2 separate regions of the Mus musculus genome follow, and region 2 is linked to region 1. The links are chromatin contacts, called in public HiChIP or PLAC-seq maps. All regions are on one chromosome and are shown on one strand. Each heading gives the region's core, a stretch centred on a gene start, on an enhancer-like site or on the middle of the called end of the contact. The rest is flanking DNA. Distances are from core to core; before and after follow the strand shown.

Region 1 (4,338 bases), core at 848-3,347:
ATAATTTCCTTCCTTTCTTGGCTTCCCGGGAACTCACTGTTCCAGGGAACACAGTGAATAGCCCCAGACTCCAGAACCCCGCCTGACTCTGCCTCCAAAGTCCTGGGACCAAAGGGGTGTGCCACCATGCCTAGCACATGATTTTCTAAACAGGACCAGCCTGCTTTCTCTATATAGTGAGTTCCAAAGAAACCAGATTTACATAGTAAGGTCCTGTTTTAAAAAAGCTCCCAGTAGCCGGGCGTGGTGGCGCACGCCTTTAATCCCAGCACTCGGGAGGCAGAGGCTGGAGGATCTCTGAGTTTGAGGCCAGCCTGGTCTACAGAGTGAGTCTTAGGATGGCCTTACACAGAGAAAGTTACAAACAAACATCACGTAGCAACAAAACAAACAAATATCACCTCCCCACCAACAAAAGGAAAAGGATGGTTCTGTATGTAGAGTGTCTGCAGTGCAAACCTCAGGGCTCACCTCTGACCCCATGCCCACAAGAGAGTGGGGCATAGTACTGCATGCCTACAACCCCAGAGCTAGGGAGGCAGAGGAAAGAGGGCCCTGGTTAGTACGTCTAGCCTAATTGTGTGGTCCGGGTTGCTAAGTGACCTTCTCCCAGAAAACTAAGGTAGGGAGCAACTAAGGAAGTACATCCAACATCCAGGGAAGCTACCCTGGGCTGAGGGGCAGGAATGCTCTCCACTGCTCACTGGCTGTGTGGCTGGCATTGTTGATGTGGTTCCTTAAGCCTCAGTTTCCTTGTCTGTAAAGTGGTGCTAAAGGCCGGTAGGTTACTGGGAAACCTCACATTCTCGTGAGTAAAAAGGGCCTGACAACAGATGCCTGGCATCTCTGCCTGCTGTAAGGTCTGCTCTGGCTGAACCCGTGTCTCAAGCAGCTAGACAGCTTACCTGCTGGGCATAGCCTCGGAACATCGGGTTGACCAACTTGATCCCATGGGACAGGCTGGTGGGGACCACATAGCTTGGCCTGTGGGGAGACCAAATCTGCTAGCCTAGGTGGCCAGCCTTAAGTGACACCATTTGGAAAGGCAAGAGGGCAAGGCAGATCAGACCCCATAGGGGCTGTCCCCACCACCTCCACTCGCCCCACTAACCAGGAGATAAGTCCATAGCATCCACACCCAGAAGCAAGACGCCAATGCTGTCCGAGCTAGCAGAGGTCCCAGGGGCAGTGTGTTTATTTAACTTCACGGTAAAATGTATACATAGCTTTTCTCATTATGAACAATATATGTCCATTGCTGAAAAACTTAAACCTCACAAAAGTACAATGAAATACTATCTATCATCAAGATGTCCCCGCCCACGAGTGCTGCACAGTAGGACCACAGCATTGTTCCTAGAAGAACAGGCTAAGATGCACACAGGCACCTCACAGGAACTTGGACCTCTGACCCATGGAACAGCACACTATCAGCTTCTTAGTTCACTTCCAACCTAGTGCGTGCCTGTGGCTTATGTTCAAGAGCTCCCAATTCTGCTCTTTTTCATTTTTACATCTGCTGTTTGTCTGCTTGCTCATGAAAGCCTGAGGCCCATTTTGTTACAGTTTGGGAGCAAAAGGACAAGGCAGGAGTACTGTAGACCTTTGCAGTTGCTGGGAAGAGGGACAGGAGGAAGAGGTAGAGTTGGTCCTGAGTCAGGGACTAAGAAAGCAGGCAGGCTCAACAACGGAGGTCCAAAAGTGACTAACAGGAGCCTTCAGGGAAAGGCCAGGAAAGCCAGAGGATCAGGACAAGCAAGGTGAGGGTCTGGGCCAGGATATGAAGCAGGAATAGAGAGAGGGAAGTAATGAGGGTGTGTACGCAACTGCTTCACCTTCCACTTCCAGAGGAGACCCAGCACAATCTTCACCTTTAAATTCACTTCACTCTGCCACAACCCTGGCTTGGCAGGCACCCAACACCCTACCCCACCCCCACCCCCAGCCTCAGCTGAGACCTGACACTGGCAAGATGGTGATTTCCAGGCCTCAGGAGAGACAACTGTCAAAACAGCTGCCCCCAGGCTTGCTGTCAGCTCAGACCCTGGCTCCACTGTCACAAGCTCTGCAGTTGGGAACACGATGGACGCCTCATGCTCCTTATCTGTCTCCCCACTCACCAAGGGAACTAGATAAAACTAGACACATGTGCAGGCTCAGTGCAGGCTGCTGTGAGTGCGCATGTGCCAGGGAAGAACCCAGAGGAAGCGATCCACTGAGAAGACAGGCAAGGCCTGCCACACTTCTAACCAAGGTCAGACTCACCGCTTCTTGTGCCACACCTCAGAGATCAACTTCTGGTAACTTTTGCACAAGGCTGGCTTCTTGTCTGTGCGCACCAGACCACCACACTCCAGGAAGAACTGGGTGAGCGGGGGGCTGGGTTGGAGGTGGAAAGCCAGGACAGAAAAGAAATGGGAAGAACATGGTGTTATTAAGGAGGAGCTAGAGATGGCCTAAATGGTAGAAGGAAACAGCCAGTTCTTAAGGTTACCCCCGACTCCACCCATGCCCACACACACACACTCACATTAAAGAAACAGAATGTCTTTTTTTTAAGGAGCAAAGTTAACAACAGAAGGTGAAAACGGCCACCGAAGATCGGGCCACCATACCCAGAACTCCCTGCAGATGACTAGGAGCTCGCCTACACCAAAACCCCCCAAATTCATTGTAAAGTCCTAAGACACAGGACCCTTAAGTAGGTATCAGATTACTATGGGATGCTGGGGCAGGTCTCAGGCCAGCCTCATTGGTATCCTTCCAGAGGAATTCTGGACACCAGACATGTGCACAGAGGAAAAGACCTTATGAATGCATGGCTGCATACACAGAGAGAAGGGCCTGAGAAGAAACTACTACAGAGTGGGCTTCCAGAATCAAGAGACAGGAAGGCCTTGTCAGCTATAGGAAACAAATACCCCTCTCTCCTGAGTCAGATGGGAGCTTCTGCCACAGGTCCTGAGGCTGGGACACTGTGAATGAACAGGGTGGAGCAGCCCTGCTCCCTACAGTGGCCACTCTGCAGGAGGGCACCTCCTTCACTCCCCTTTCTGCATATTTTTAGAAGTTATCACACTGCAAGAAACCACATATTCATATCCACACACACACACACACACACACACACACACACACGGCAAACCATATCAACTGACTATATTACTATGAGACAGTCACTGTGAACCTTTGGGGGCTATCCTTCCAGACGTTTCTAGGTATTCATATCTGTTCCCTTTTTCTCTCCTTCCTGTGTGTCCTATGTGTTAACATACAGCTATACATAGAAAAGGGGGAGGGCTGCTGGGTTTGCTTTATCATTGCTGTGTCAGTTGTGTTTGTGTGTGTGTGTGTGTGTGTGTGTGTGTATGAAACAATGGTCTCACACACACTCTCAATCAGGCCTGCTCACTTCAGTACCTGTCAGCCTACATTCCCTCCACGTGACTGGGCTACAATGAAGTTCCCTTCTTGAAGATAGGTTACATGCACACGGTATTGGGGGTGAAACCCAGGGCCTTGCACATGCTGTGGAAACCCTCCACCAGTGAGTAGACCTGCCTATCATGCCTTCTCCTCTATCTGAGGACTCACATGAAACTCAAAGGGACGGCAGTCACCAGGCATGCCTTGTTTTAGGGGCTTTGAGGTATATCTTATGGAATGTCTATGACCAATGTACACGGCACTGGTTGGAGGCTGCTGCTCTTTCTAGGTTTTGCCAGGGACAGTTCCTGCCCTTCCCTCAGATGACAACCTACCAATTGGACAAGGCCTGCAGGGCAGCATTCATGTAACAGGAGTTTCCCAGGTTCTTCATGCCTGTGAGGCCTACAAACAACACGGAGGAGAAGGGCTGAGAAGCCTGTCCAGGAGAGGGGCCCTCACAAGTCTCCCCCACTGAGCTCTCTACACCCCAGTCCTACTAGTTCACAACGGGAGAATTCCACCCAGAGACCTCCAGGAAGTCAGCAGGGCTGCTGCTCTGAACACCTAAGCAGGGCTGTGTGTGTCCAATGGCCCCTTAGCTACTCTGCCCAGCTCAGGCTCCAAACAACACAGATGAGGAGGTCACACACACAGGGCCTCTGACCAGCGCATCACAGAGCTGAGAAAGGAATGGCCATGTCTCCAGGGACGGCACATTCTGTGTGCTTGCCACCTGCCCACTGTGCCATAGCAGCTGGAGCCAGCAGAGACAAGGCCCTGGCACTTTCCATGCCCAGCCTGACCCAACAGCTCCTCTTGTTGCTGGCCGTTACCTCGAGGCTTCAGGTCGTCATCCTCAGACTCAGACTCTCCTTCATCAGCCACAGCAATAGGGACAGCTTTCAGCGG
Region 2 (4,338 bases), core at 1,197-3,696, 150 kb before region 1:
CTAATGGCTACAGAGGCACAGGACAGGCACATGGGAGTTTATTATGCAACTGTACCTACTCTGGTGCATTTGAAATTGTCCATGTTAAAACATATTTATAAGGATCAATGCTATAGAAATGGCTCGGCAGTTAAGAGGATTTATGGCACCTTGAAAAAGACCCAAGATCATTTCCCGGCACACATATGGGACAGCTTACAACTGCCTGTTACAACTGCCTGTTACTCCAGCTCCAAGGGACCTTCACATACATACATACACACACACACACACACACACACACACACACACACACACACACAGAGAGAGAGAGAGAAATGAATCTTTTTTTTTTTTAAATCAATGCATATTCCTGACATTTGGTGATCACTTCATGCACTTGCAAGCCTGGGTTTCTAACCTGCTCAAGCCTGTGCTTCCCAACTTCAAGCAGGGTAAGACCATCTTCTGCTTCTTTGGTGGACCCTCTGCTGGTAAATGTCCTCTCCTTAGATAACAAGTAAAGACTGTCCAAGAAAAAAGATTCTAGTACCAACTATAGGATAATCGTAGGGAGCATGTTACAAGAGAGAAAACCATCAAGGCATCTGACACAGAGAAGTCAACCACAGAACTTCACTAGGTTGGCACAAGAGAGGCCAACCACAGAACTACTCTAAGTTTGCTTCCACCACAGATAAAGGCTGGTATAGAAGGTTGGAATATACTGATCACTCAGGCTGGCCAATATAAAATACTGCCAGCGTTTACCTAGTGATACCAGACACCTGGCATTTAAACACTAGAAATGTTGGACAGGGAGCCAGGAGATGTGGTCCCAGTGTGTCTTGTTACAAGTAGTTTTGTTTCTAATTCCTAAGCTTTATAAACTCAGCTAAATTATATACCCAATAAAAACAATCTGCAAACCTCAAAATGCGAGACTTTAGAAATCAGGAGTTCTTACCCTCAGAGTGATGAATCTGCAAACTTGGATACCTTGATTAAACTGTACCAAGATTATGAAGCTACAGAAAGGCCAAGAAAGCTGTTAAGATGTAAGATGGTCTTACTTCAAAAAGCATTTCTCTGGGGAGAGTGCCTACAGCTTTCAGTGGATTTTATAAGGAGCCAAGATTGATCTGTCTTGCTGTAGGTAAGAGTCACTTTACTCAAGATCATTTGTTTGTTTGTTTTTCAAGACAGGGTTTCTCTGTATAGCCCCGACTGTCCTAGAACTCACTTTGTAGACCAGGCTGGCCTCGAACTCAGAAATCCGCCAGCCTCTGCCTCCCAAGTGCTGGGATTAAAGGCATGCGCCACTACCGCCCAGCTTCAAGATCATTTTAACAATCAAAAGCAGACAGCCCAAGTGTGCCTGTATGGATTTGGCCAGGTTTCAAATCTACAGTCTGTCTGGACCCTTTAAACGCTACATTCACAAGCCTTTATCCTTCACACCTAATGGAAAGTGTTTTTACAGACAGCTGTGTCCAGATCCGCAACTTCTTGGTACACTGACTATTAGGAAAATGTACAAGGCTTTGAGTCATAATGATGTCACTTTCTGTTCTCCAGGTATATTAACCGGCTGCCAATCCTGTGTAAGCCTTAGAGAACTTTCTACTGTGAGTTAGCTACCATAGCGGTTCTTGGTGGTCACTTCAGGCCTGTCATAAACATCTTCCTTAGGCAATGGCCATAGAGCGGGAATGAAAAAGGCCCACTACTTAGAAACACTTTGGATGCTGAGTTTAAATCCTCAGGCTTGTTCTTTCTTATTTTTTCTTCTTGAAACCAAGGCATGTATTTCAAGAGAGATTTGAATTCCTCTTGGGGATTCTGGCTTTGGTCAGTCAACCGAGCACCCTAAACCAAGCAAGGAAACAGGCTAAGATTCCGCACAACTTCAAAGCGCCAGATCAAGGAGCACAGAAGGGCGGAGATCGCGGACAAGAGAACTTGGAATTTAAGTTATGAAAGGGTGAATTAGGGAAGGTTGCCACCAACGTGGAATCCAGGGAAGCCAGCAGGAATCGCAGGAGTGGCCTCCCAGGTCTTTGGGTATTTAGGCCGCATCTGGGCCCCTTCCTCAGGACCTCAAACCTGCAGGGACCAGACTACCCGAGGAGGCCGCACGGCGTAGTCCATCCCTACGGGGCGGCGCAAACCCCCTGGCTCAGGGGCCGAACTTAGGAGATCCCGCTGGGCTGAAGTTGGCTCAGCCCGGGACAGCGGTCGCGCTCCCCCCACCCCCCCGTCGCCACTCCCTGATCCTGCCCCCAGCCTGCCAGGCCTTACTTTGAGCGCCAGGTGATGGACGCGGCCCAAGACGGGGTGGACCAGCAGCTCCAGCAACGCCAGCAGTCGTAGCAGCCGCAGGCAGAAGGAGCCGAAGCGGCCGAGGGGTACCGGGACGGCCATGTTTGTTCCAGCATCACCAGCTGCTTCCTCTCCCACCCACTTCCGGGTCAAAGTGCGTCGTCCCGGAGGTGCTCTGGAAGGGGGCGCGGCTGCCGCCTCCGAGGTCCTTGAGATCGTTTTACTGCAAAACGCAACTCTGGTCACGCAGGGACCTGAGCGGACCACCTCGGCACTCTTCAATTGGCCTCCCAGGACGGACTTCCGGCAAAGCCCCTGTGAGGACCCTGAAGCGTTTGCCATGACAACCATGGCGGGGCAAGTTCAAGCCGGGCCTCCTTTCTGCCTTGCCGGGCTTGGGGATTGAGGGGCCTGGACCAAAGTCTGGAACCCGCAATGTCCGCCACTGACCCTGGCGGATGATTGGACTGCCTTCGGTGGTAATAACTTAGAAATTGCTGGCCTGTCTTAGATTCCTTGACTTATTATCATCCTAGGCCCTTTACACAAACTTCAGCTTGAAATAGTTGCAGTAATAGGATTTATTGAGTCCATAGGAAGCCATCCACTAGGCTTTTTTTTTTTAAGTGGCATTTAATCTTTGGGACAATCTAATTATATAAGAGGTAGGTGTCAGGCTGTTCCTCTGTTCTACCTAAACTCTAAGAAATGGTCATTTTGGCCAGTCTGAGCTGGGGATCACATGCAGATTTTTAACTGATACGTCATTTTGTCTTGTGTGATTTCATGCCACCGCTGGAGTCTGAGCCTTAATGTTTTCTATTTTAGTCTCTTTGGAAACTTAGCTTCTAGTCCTTAACACTTAATGGAAGGACTTGGTTGTAGGTCCCTGGTACCAGGGCTTACAGGAAACACTCGTATTAAAATAGCTGATAACCAAGTTGGTTTAGTTCTTAGATTCTTGTTTTTAGCTGGACACACAAGTAACATATGCTTTTGTGTATGTGCATGTAATTATTTAAGCAAAATAGGACACAATAAAAACACAGGGAACTCTACTACCAGGCAGCTACCACTATGTAGGTGTGTGAACACCTATGACAGAATCAGATTCCTATAGCTTTTTAACTGGAACTAGTAACAGGATGTATTTTGAAGGTCTGGTTGGTTGCTTTTCTAAGTTTTTTATGTATGTGTGTGCCATGTATAGGTACCTGAGAGGACCAGAAGATGGTGTCAGATCCTCGGGAGCTGGAATTGCTGGCAGTTGTGTGTTGCCTGACATCATGAGTACTAGAAAGTTAACTCAGGTATCTATCTATAAGAGCAGTAAGTGCTCTTAACCACTGAGCAGTGTCTCTAACCCAACATGATAGATCTGTATATATAAATACATATAGATAGGAAATTAAGTTTGTTTTTATGTTGTTTGTGTGTTTATAAATGCCATGAGGTGTACCCATAGAGACCAGAAGGGGGCATCAGATCCCTGCAACTGAAGTTACCTTGGTTGTCAGCCATCCATTGTGCTTGCTGGGAACCCAAACTCCAGTCTTCTGGAAGAACAGGAACTCTTAGCTGCTGAGCCATCTCTTCAGCCCAATATGATATACTTTAATGCCACAAACTGTGAACTTCAACAAATTCACTTGGAGCCAGGAGGTGGTGGTACACATCTTTAATCCAAGCACTCAGAAAGCAGAGGCAGGCGAGTGGATATCTGAGTTCAAGGCCAACCAGAACTACTCAGAGAAACTTCGAATTGAAAACCCAAACAAACAAACAAACAAATCGATTTGTTGGGACTACACTGTCTAATTAAAAAAAAAAAATCGCCGGGCATGGTGGCGCACGCCTTTAATCCCAGCAGAGGCAGGCGGATTTCTGAGTTCGAGGCCAGCCTGGTCTACAAAGTGAGCTCCAGGACAGCCAGGGCTATACAAAGAAACCCTGTCTCGAAAAAACCAAAAAAAAAAAAGAAAAGAAAAAAAAAATCACTTGGGAAAATATGGAACTAAAAGTGAGATGGTTTTGGAG

Evidence for each region. HiChIP or PLAC-seq counts read pairs in DNA pulled down with a chosen protein or histone mark.
Region 2: a contact with region 1 is called in an H3K4me3 HiChIP or PLAC-seq map of fetal liver, with 3 times the contacts expected there. The contact joins the promoter of Gpr107 here to the enhancer-like site in region 1. A contact is called at or near these places in 9 of 39 promoter capture datasets (the C10 cell line, the HPC-7 cell line, cranial neural crest and 6 more), 2 of 15 datasets of contacts at CTCF or cohesin (CD8 T cells and the NIH/3T3 cell line), 13 of 484 Hi-C or Micro-C datasets (B cells, the THB-7 cell line, bone marrow-derived DN3 thymocytes and 10 more), 37 of 115 datasets of contacts at active chromatin or transcription factors (the 230-238 cell line, CD8 T cells, the HPC-7 cell line and 24 more) and 3 of 9 other capture datasets (adipose tissue, liver and pancreatic islet).

What each region holds. Positions count from the first base shown.
Region 1 is chr2:31,004,425-31,008,762 of GRCm38.p6, reverse strand. Usp20 (ubiquitin specific peptidase 20) reads right to left here. Exons shown (of 25, transcript NM_028846.5): 7 at 4,263-4,338; 8 at 3,762-3,831; 9 at 2,266-2,379; 10 at 906-984. Among named protein-coding and RNA genes, the nearest start is that of Gm39786, 10 kb to the right of the region's middle. Within about 2 kb of position 2,097, at least 31 of the 459 cell types and tissues checked have an H3K27ac peak or open chromatin away from gene starts, as enhancers often do. A contact at or near this core is called in fetal liver, where this site is marked.
Region 2 is chr2:31,150,424-31,154,761 of GRCm38.p6, reverse strand. It overlaps Gpr107 (G protein-coupled receptor 107), which reads right to left and starts at 2,446. Exons shown (of 18, transcript NM_178760.4): 1 at 2,281-2,446. The coding sequence starts at 2,403. It overlaps D330023K18Rik (RIKEN cDNA D330023K18 gene), which reads left to right and starts at 2,471. Exons shown (of 2, transcript NR_040334.1): 1 at 2,471-2,780; 2 at 3,512-3,713.